Regions from separate parts of the Mus musculus genome. Here regions 1 and 3 are each linked to region 2. A link is a contact called in public Hi-C and promoter capture Hi-C data. All regions are on one chromosome and are shown on one strand. Each heading gives the region's core, a stretch centred on a gene start, on an enhancer-like site or on the middle of the called end of the contact. The rest is flanking DNA. Distances are from core to core; before and after follow the strand shown.

Region 1 (2,700 bases), core at 63-2,562, 480 kb before region 2:
CACAATTTTATTTCTGACACAGCTCAACTGAACTTACAGAAAAGCGTTTTGTTGCTGCGTGGGGGGATTTAGAGGGTTCTTTGCTTCCTACCAGTATTTAAGCATATCACTTCCTGCCTTTGCTGAAGCGAGACTGGGATGGCTATGGAGCTGTGTGGTGTACACTTAATGTTAAGTACAGTCCATGCACAGAAGTCCTTAAGAGTGTTAACCATGATTTTCCGTGGGTCTGTCAATCCAGCAAAAACATGACACTTCAACTTGTGTATAAAACTTTCCACCTTCATTTGGAGAAATGGCCATATACCTCCAAACACAGGGACCTCTGACAGTGATAGAGCAGCTGGTTTTCATACAGCTTATGAGGTTAGTATTTTAGCTCAGAGGATGAGAGCTTAGTAAGTTTCCCCGATTTAAAGGACAGCACTGCCTGCTGAAATGTAGAATGACGCCCTAAATTTTAGGAGTTTACCCTTCTTTTTATGAGGGCATTATTTTTTATTTTGTTGTTTGTTTTTTAACCGTTCCTGGTTTGCTTTTAGTTGCTGGGATAAAACACTGACTAAAAGCAACTCTAGGAAGGGTTTCTTTCTCTTTGGCTTAGAGATCCTAATCAATCATTGAGGGAAGTCTGGGCGAGATCCATAAATGCAAGCTTCAGATACAACCCAGTTCCACTTTCCAAAGGGCTGAACATCAATCAAGAAAACGCCGCCCCACAAACACGCAGTTCAGTCTAATGAAGGCAATTCAGGAGAGGGTCCCTGTTTCCTGGTGAATCAAATTAATGTCAAGTTGACAAAAAAAAAAAAAAAAAAAAAAACTAGTATGAACTTCATATTAGATTCATACTAGAATCTTTCATACTGCTCCGTTTCTACTTCCAATAAACGTCTAAACTGAGTGTAAGGAGTTTTCTGCTACATACGGTGTATCCTGAACAGAATAAAGGGTCAGTTTCAAAGAATGTACTTTAGATGTGGACTTCTGTTCTCTGTGATTACTTGAGCGCATTGAAAGAGAATGGGTTTCTCGGAAAAAGCATTTCCGTACTTGATTTTAAGCATTAGAGTCGGTTTTCCAAGACTGAGGAGATAGCTCGTAAATACGAAAACAGCACGGCGTGACTCGTAGGACGAGAAGGTAGGTAGGTCTTCGTGGCCTTTTATTAGGAACATCTCTTTATTTCATTGCAGACATAATTTGATAGAGGAGCTCGAGTTAACGGTGACCACAAATTCACATTAACTAATGCAAATGCAAAAGCCGGCATCCGCGAGTGTAGGAGGCGGAACCCTTCCGCTGGGGATTTGTTGTGAGGAGGGACCGGAAAAGGAGTAGGATTCTAGTCGCGATGTGGAGAGGTGGAAGGCTGGGCTCTCGTGGGGTTCGTCTCCTGGAAACGCTAGGGTTTGGGTGCCCCAGCGCGGTCGCCCAGCCTCCTCGCCTAACTTCACGGTCGGGTGAGTGTCGCCGGCGCGGAGGTTCTTCCGCACGCCTCGGGTGCCGGGGCGGCTCTGCGCAAGCGCGGCAGAGAGCGGTGGGCTGTCCGGCTCCGTGGGGTCTGGTTAAAAGCAGCGCCGCGCTGCCCCGTCCTCATCCCTGGTGACCTCCGGGACCTGGTGTTGCTCTCTCCAGCGGCTACAACCCTCCAGGTCTGAGAAGCCAGGGGAAAAAGGCTGAGGACTAAGGATCTGGGCCTCGGAGAGCGTGTCTCTTGTGCCGCCGCCGCCGGGTAGCCCACGACCTTTGCCCTATTTTATTTGCGTTCTATGAGCTTGTGGCCCGGGAGCCGCCATTCAACTTGCTGGATCCTGGAGGTGGTTCTTGCTTTCCAAACCAAACCAAGAAAGACACACGGGGAACGTCCTAGCGCTGCCTCACTACTTTATTGCTCACCATCTTACCGTCCCCGCCAAAGAATTTAAGGCATTTATGCTCTTGTTTGGCAAATAAAGTAAAGAGCTAACTGCATTTGGTGCTATAGATTTTTAAACGCAAGTAGTACGCAGATAATTAGGTTCAACCTTTACAAGAAAATGACCAGGCCGGGCGTGGTGGCACACGCCTTTAATCCCAGCACTCAGGAGGCAGAGGCAGGCGGATTTCTGAGTTCGAGGCCAGCCTGGTCTACAGAGTGAGTTCCAAGACAGCCAGGGCTACACAGAGAAACCTTGTCTCGAAAAACAAAAACAAAAACAAAAAAAAAAACAAAAAAAAAAAAGAAAAAAAAAGAAAAGAAAATGACCACTATATGGTAGAGATTGGTATGGTTGGGAATTTTAATATGACAGTAACAGCAATAATACCTATTTAAATACTACTGAAAAAAATAATTATAATTTTTAAGAGAGCAAGATATAAATAAATATTAATGAACTTGGAGATCTAGATGGAATTACGATTCCAACTTTAATTTTCTGGAGAGATGATTTTATACTCTTCTATTGTCTTTTATAAGATTTTATTGTCTTTATATACATTTATACTCTTTTATTGTTTAAACTTTGTCTTCCAGAACAATCCGAGTCATTGTTCCAGAGATCCAGAACATCTCTGGTCCATTTTTTAGAAACCTTTTAATGTGTGTCTCATACATCAGAAGACCCACCTGCCTCGGCCTCCCAAGCTGTTGTGATTGGCATGTTCTTCCCTTACGTATAGTCACCTCCTCCGTGCCTTTGCCAGCTCTGCTGACAT
Region 2 (2,700 bases), core at 54-2,553:
CACACCCAGTTCTAACCCTCTCCTTTTAGAACCTAGCTCACCAGATAGTGTCACAGTTAAGAATGGAAGATGGAAATTGAGTTTGAAGTTTTTGATTAAAATTTCACTTTTGTGTAGATTACACAGCATAGCATAATTGTTTCACTTCATGTGGTGGTCTGGATGAGATACTTTTATATGCTGGGGCCTTTCAATATGTGGTTCCTAGTTGGTCTGTTTGGGGAGGTGGAGGAGGTATGGCTTTGCTGATGGAAGTCAGTCATTGGGCCTGGCTTTGACAGATCAAAGACTTACCTGTTTCGAGTTGGTTCTTTGTACTTCGTTGTTTGCAGTTGGAGATGTGAGCTCTTAGTTGTTTGTGCCACCATACCTGGTGCTTGCTGCAGTGCTCCGGGTATGTAAGTGATTCTTAACCATCTGGAATCCCAAGTCTCATTGTTTTGGCTGTGATGTTTTGTTACAGCGATGGAAAAGAAAGTAACATAAAATTAACAAGTATTCTTTCTATTTTGCTTCTTCAAGAGAAAATTGGAAATCATGAGTGGTTCAGCATATTATTGAGTTTCCCATAAATAGGGCTGGAGAGACAGCTCTTTCAGAGACCCTGTTTGGTTCCCAGAATCCACTTCTGACAGCTCACAAATGCCTGTAATTTCAGCTCCAGGATATCTGATCTCTTCTGCCTTCAATGGCACCTGAACACATGTGTGCGCATGAACAGCACACACACACACACACACACACACACACAGATTAATAAAAAATTAAAATAAATCTTAAAGTTTTTTTTTATTAATGGAAACCTTGTGGAAAGACAGATGTAACGACAACTGAAGAAAGGTTCATTTGAAAAGAAATGGAGACTTAAGGGAGACCCGTGACAGCATCTTCATCACAGGTGGTCAGGTGAATATGCGCCTGCAGGGAAGGTTTGTTTCTGAGGGCTGAAGAATTTGTATATTAATTGGTGGATTGTGCCTGCTGAGAACTTTTACTGCTCTAGAAGTTCTCTTTCTAGTGCTCCTGTGCTGAAGTGCTTTTTTGCATAATACTTGGGTTGAGTCACCAAGTCCGAAGAAGCTCCAGCAGAACTACATTACTTCTGGAGGGCTATCTTTGGCAGGATGAGTAGCGTAAAGGTTCTGCAACCCGCTGCCAGTCCCCGAGCAAACAGGCCATTTCTAAAGCACCACTGGCCTGGCTAATCAGCTCAAACAACCAGGGCAATCCGGCAGCAGCCAGCCCGACCCTGGCCCCGCCCTTCGCCAGGCCCCGCCCCGCCTCCGGCCCCGCCCCGCCTCCCGGCCTCGGTCTTCCTTCCGGGTCGCGCTGGGCCGGGCCCGCCGCCGCGGCAGCAGCACGGGATACTGGGAGCCGTCTCCTGCTGCCCACGCTGCGGGCTTGCGGCGAAGCTCTGTTCGCCCAGTTCCGGACCCTGCAGGGTACGGCGCTTTCTTCCTTCCTCCCTCTTCAAGGTCTCGACGTTCCCCCCTCGGCGTGGGCGGGGCCGGGCGCGCGCCACTCTGGGGAGCGCGGGGCGGAGGCTCTGGGCCCACGCGTGCCTATGGTGCTGCGCCGCTGTGCTGGCGGAGACCGGACGTGGGTGCCGCCGCCTCCTGTCGCGGCTCTCTTGGGCCTGGCACGCTCACGGCGAGCTGCGGACGCTGGGCCTGCAGGCTGCGCAGCCCTGACTTCCCTCTCACGCGGGAAGGTTTCTGTCCAGGCAGGCTCGAGCCAGGAGATGCCAGGCTGCAGCCTTCTTTCCATCGTCTGGGGTGGGCCCAGCCACTTGTCAACTATGTTTGGCGATGGGGTTGGTTCTGCATTTCATCGGCTTCCCAAGTGCTCTTAGTCCCAGAGCTGTCAGCAGTCAGTTCTACTTGTAATCCACAAAGGGTCAGGAAGTTAGCTGGCTGTGGCCCACTGGTCTGCTCTGTTGGGAGCCACCTGCTCCCTCTGCTTCCTGCGCACACTCTGAGGAGATCCTAAGGCAGGCACACTGCTTATCTTGCCCACTCTCTCGTCCTACACGATTAATGAGTACAGGGTCCCTCGCACTCCTCTGTCTTGGAGTAAGTCTTGGGTGGAAGTGAAGTCTCATCTAGTGGCGCTAAGAATTAGACAGTCTTGAGTAGTCATTGAATTCCATTATTTCCAGACTTGCGTACCAATTTGAAAAATTCCTGTCCCACGTTTTGGCTCTTTTGAACCCTATTCCGTCTTTGTTTTCAAAGTCAGAGAGGTCAGGGCCTAAGACCTGGTTGTTTGTGGTCCTGTTGCTGCTGTCTTACAGTGTTGTTTACAGCTGATGTTTTGCTTTCAAATATGGTCGTCGAATCTTTACCAAGCCACTGCCCAGTCTTCTCAGCTTGGAAGCGTTACTATTTGCCGTCTTCGCTGTTCTAAGTTTGGAGTCCTCTTGGGTCTTTCATAATATGGATTGTGACTAACCCCCACCCCCCTCCGTGCACGTGCCCCATGGTTTGTTGTCTTACTCAACTTTGGTGTGAGATAAATAATGCTGTGCCTTCTTGGTTATTACTGGCCAATGACTTCATCCCAATTTGTCGAGTTCTGTTCTTTTTCTTCCTGTCAAGTGCTGGTATATGGTGAACACTTGGCGCCCGTGTATTCTTGAGACCTTCTGAACTGCTAGCAGTGACCTACTTCCTGTGGTAATGCCATGCTGCTCTTGTTTCT
Region 3 (2,923 bases), core at 167-2,666, 430 kb before region 2:
TTTAATCCCAGCACTTGGGAGGCAGAGGCAGGCGGATTTCTGAGTTCGAGGCCAGTCTGGTCTACAGAGTGAGTTCCAGGACAACCAGGGCTACACAGAGAAACCCTGCCTTGAAAAAACGAAAGAAAAGAAGCGGTTCTTTAAAGAGTCAGTCTTCCAGTCCCCCAACAACTGGTGCAGGGCCTGTTGCCTGCCTGTGGATCCCGCACCCCTAAATGGACCACCTCATCTTGTCTCAGTGGGAGAGGATGCCCCTAGTCCCACCTAGTGCTGCAGTGCCTTGCAGGATGTGTGTATTGTGTTAGTGTGTGGGGGATGACACCCTGTAGCTCCTTGGTATCTGGCCCAGGCTGGCCTTCTGTTGGCCTCCTCTGTCACTGCATTGGGCTGATTGCTGTCTCCTTCTCATGGAAGTTCATGTCAGACTACACATCCTGAGAGGTCTTTAACTCCCTTTGGGATGACCCTAAAATTCGTGACAACTTGGGTAGGGCCTCCTTCTCTAGCTATGGTGGTAAACAATCTTTTGTTTTATTTCTAGCATGACTGTACAACCTGTTTATTCTAAGGGGGTGAAATCCAGGAAATGGGAGCCCCTTTCATCAGCACCCCAGTCTCTACTGTATTGGGGGACAGATGTATTCTTATAGTCATACTTGAATTTTAAATTGTGACAAATCATATGTCTTCAATATTTTTATTTCCTCTAAACTGAAACTGCCCATGCTCTGGCTAGAACACATGGTCTACATTTAAGGATTTAAAGGATCTAGAACATTCCATGTTGGTAGAGAGCGTGCCTGCCATGTATAAGGCCCTAAATCCAATCTCTAATCGATCTCTTCAGGGTTACCCAGAGTGGGAAAACCATTTAATACACAGTTGCTTATTTTACAAATTTTCAGCACCCAAAGGGACCATCCTGTATCAGCGATATCCTTGGTAACGATTTCCAAGGTGGGAAGATTTCTCACCTAGAGTACTTTCTGCTGTTATTTGTCAAGGCGGACCTCAATCACTTCATCAGCACCTTGCCTGGGACCTAGGTGACTGTGCTTACCTGAGCTCTTTAAAGCAATGAGAGCAGACAGACGCTCCCGACCTTAATCTGCCCTGGCCCAAGGTTTCCGGTCTGTGGCTCAGGGCAGGTGAGTTCCCTGCGCTCCGCAAGGCGCCTGCGGGCGGGAGCGGGTGGAACCGAGGGCGGCGGCTCTGGGCTCGGCTCAGCCGCAGCCATCGCAGCCTCCCGCGCCGCCCGCCTCCCCGAGCCCGGGCGTCCAGCCCCGCAGCTGCGGCCGAGCAGAGGCAGCGCACCGCGGGGATGCGGGGCGGGGGCAGGGCGCGGGGTAGGTGACATTATCCCGCCTCTGTTGCCGGGCCCAGGGGAGCAATGACATCACGTGGCCCTTTCCACGCGCTGACACAAAGAGCGCCTGCGAGAGGCCTCGGCCAGGGAGGCCGGCGGCCGCCGCTGCCTCGCCGGGCCCGGGGGCCCAGCCATCCCAGATCTCCGCTCGCCGTCCGCGTCCTTCCGCCGTCGCCTCCGCCCGCGCCCCCTGCGCACCGCTGAACCCGCCCGCTCGCCCGGGCGCCGGCCTCTTCCCATGCGGGCGGCGCGGGCCCTGGGAGGGGCGCCCGGAGCCAGCCGCGCAGCATGCACTGGGGGGTTGGCTTTGCCTCGTCCAGGCCGTGCGTGGTGGACCTGAGCTGGAACCAGAGCATCTCCTTCTTCGGCTGGTGGGCCGGGTCCGAGGAGCCCTTCTCCTTTTATGGGGACATCATCGCTTTCCCTTTGCAGGATTACGGTGGGATCATGGCAGGGCTGGGCTCGGATCCCTGGTGGAAGAAAACCCTTTATTTGACCGGGGGAGCTTTGCTGGCCGCGGCTGCGTATCTGCTCCACGAACTCCTGGTCATTAGGTGAGCCGGAGAGAGGGCCCCCGAAGCGGGCACTGACCAGGGCAGCTAGCCCGGGTAGGGCTGGCTCAAAGGGGGTTCCGGAACCAGCCCCTAGGTCCCGCCGCCCAAAGGTCCAAGCGTCCTCTCTCATCCTCTAACCCCCTAAGGCGTTTCACGGTCACCTGGCCACTTGTAAGGAGCCATTTAGAGTTGATGGGAGGGTTAAATTGGGAAGGGAAAGAAAGCGTTTTCCTTCCATCATTTCGATGCTAAAAGCAAAGTGCTGTGAGTCACCAGTGTTATGGATATAAACAATCTGCTAAAGCCCATAGGAAGAGTCTAACTGCAATCAGTGCATTCGTAACAATAGAATAAAGCTCTGTAGAAATACTAAGGTACACTTTTATAAACGCCTAATTGGTTTATGGGTAATGATGCTGGAACATTAACTATTAACCTCATCTTTACCTAAAAGGTTAGTTCTCTCTTACTCTTCTTTATAAATGTCAACATTATTAGGAGGCTGCAGTTGCAGAAGCTTGGTGTAACCCTGTTCAGTTTTGATGCAGCCTTAACCTGCTTACCTGCTTATCTGGTGTGGAACTGTAAGCACCTTCAAGCTTAAATACAATCATTCTGCGAGCGGTAGGAGATCTGAGGGCAGCGCTAGCACATGGAGCACTTGGCATAACAGGGAGTCTCCCTGGGCTGTAAACAGTTTCATGGCTGCCTGCCGCAGAATGTGTACAGGGCTGACTTGAAAATTACAATAAATGGATGCCCCTGCTGTTGGGACTGCTAGTCCCATAGATAGATCTTTAGTGGTAGATGCCACTGGGTACTGAGACAGCCTTTGGCTAATGGGCATGTCAATTTTGGGTTAAAATTTCCATGCATTTGGGACCCCAGTCTCTGGAGATTATTGGAGGCAGAGCAATTTTCCGTAGCTCAGAATTTCTCTTCTGACCAGTATTTTCGAAGGAGCTGGGATGTGTTCCTACCATATTTTCCAGGGGTAGGGTGA

Evidence for each region. A called contact is a pair of places that touch in the nucleus more often than the background predicts. Capture Hi-C pulls out chosen DNA fragments and counts their contacts.
Region 1: a contact with region 2 is called in a promoter capture Hi-C map of pancreatic islet. The contact joins the promoter of Coq3 here to the promoter of Fbxl4 in region 2. A contact is called at or near these places in 2 of 39 promoter capture datasets (neural stem cells and pre-B cells), 2 of 115 datasets of contacts at active chromatin or transcription factors (effector CD8 T cells and memory CD8 T cells) and 3 of 9 other capture datasets (adipose tissue, liver and pancreatic islet).
Region 3: a Hi-C map of rod photoreceptor shows a contact between it and region 2, with 3 times the contacts expected there. The contact joins the promoter of Faxc here to the promoter of Fbxl4 in region 2. A contact is called at or near these places in 1 of 39 promoter capture datasets (cranial neural crest), 1 of 484 Hi-C or Micro-C datasets (rod photoreceptor), 1 of 115 datasets of contacts at active chromatin or transcription factors (astrocytes) and 1 of 9 other capture datasets (adipose tissue).

What each region holds. Positions count from the first base shown.
Region 1 is chr4:21,878,334-21,881,033 of GRCm38.p6, forward strand. It overlaps Coq3 (coenzyme Q3 methyltransferase), which reads left to right and starts at 1,313. Exons shown (of 7, transcript NM_172687.2): 1 at 1,313-1,463. The coding sequence starts at 1,355.
Region 2 is chr4:22,356,240-22,358,939 of GRCm38.p6, forward strand. It overlaps Fbxl4 (F-box and leucine-rich repeat protein 4), which reads left to right and starts at 1,304. Exons shown (of 9, transcript NM_172988.4): 1 at 1,304-1,442.
Region 3 is chr4:21,929,910-21,932,832 of GRCm38.p6, forward strand. Faxc (failed axon connections homolog) reads left to right here and starts at 1,417. Exons shown (of 6, transcript NM_175234.4): 1 at 1,417-1,920. The coding sequence starts at 1,655.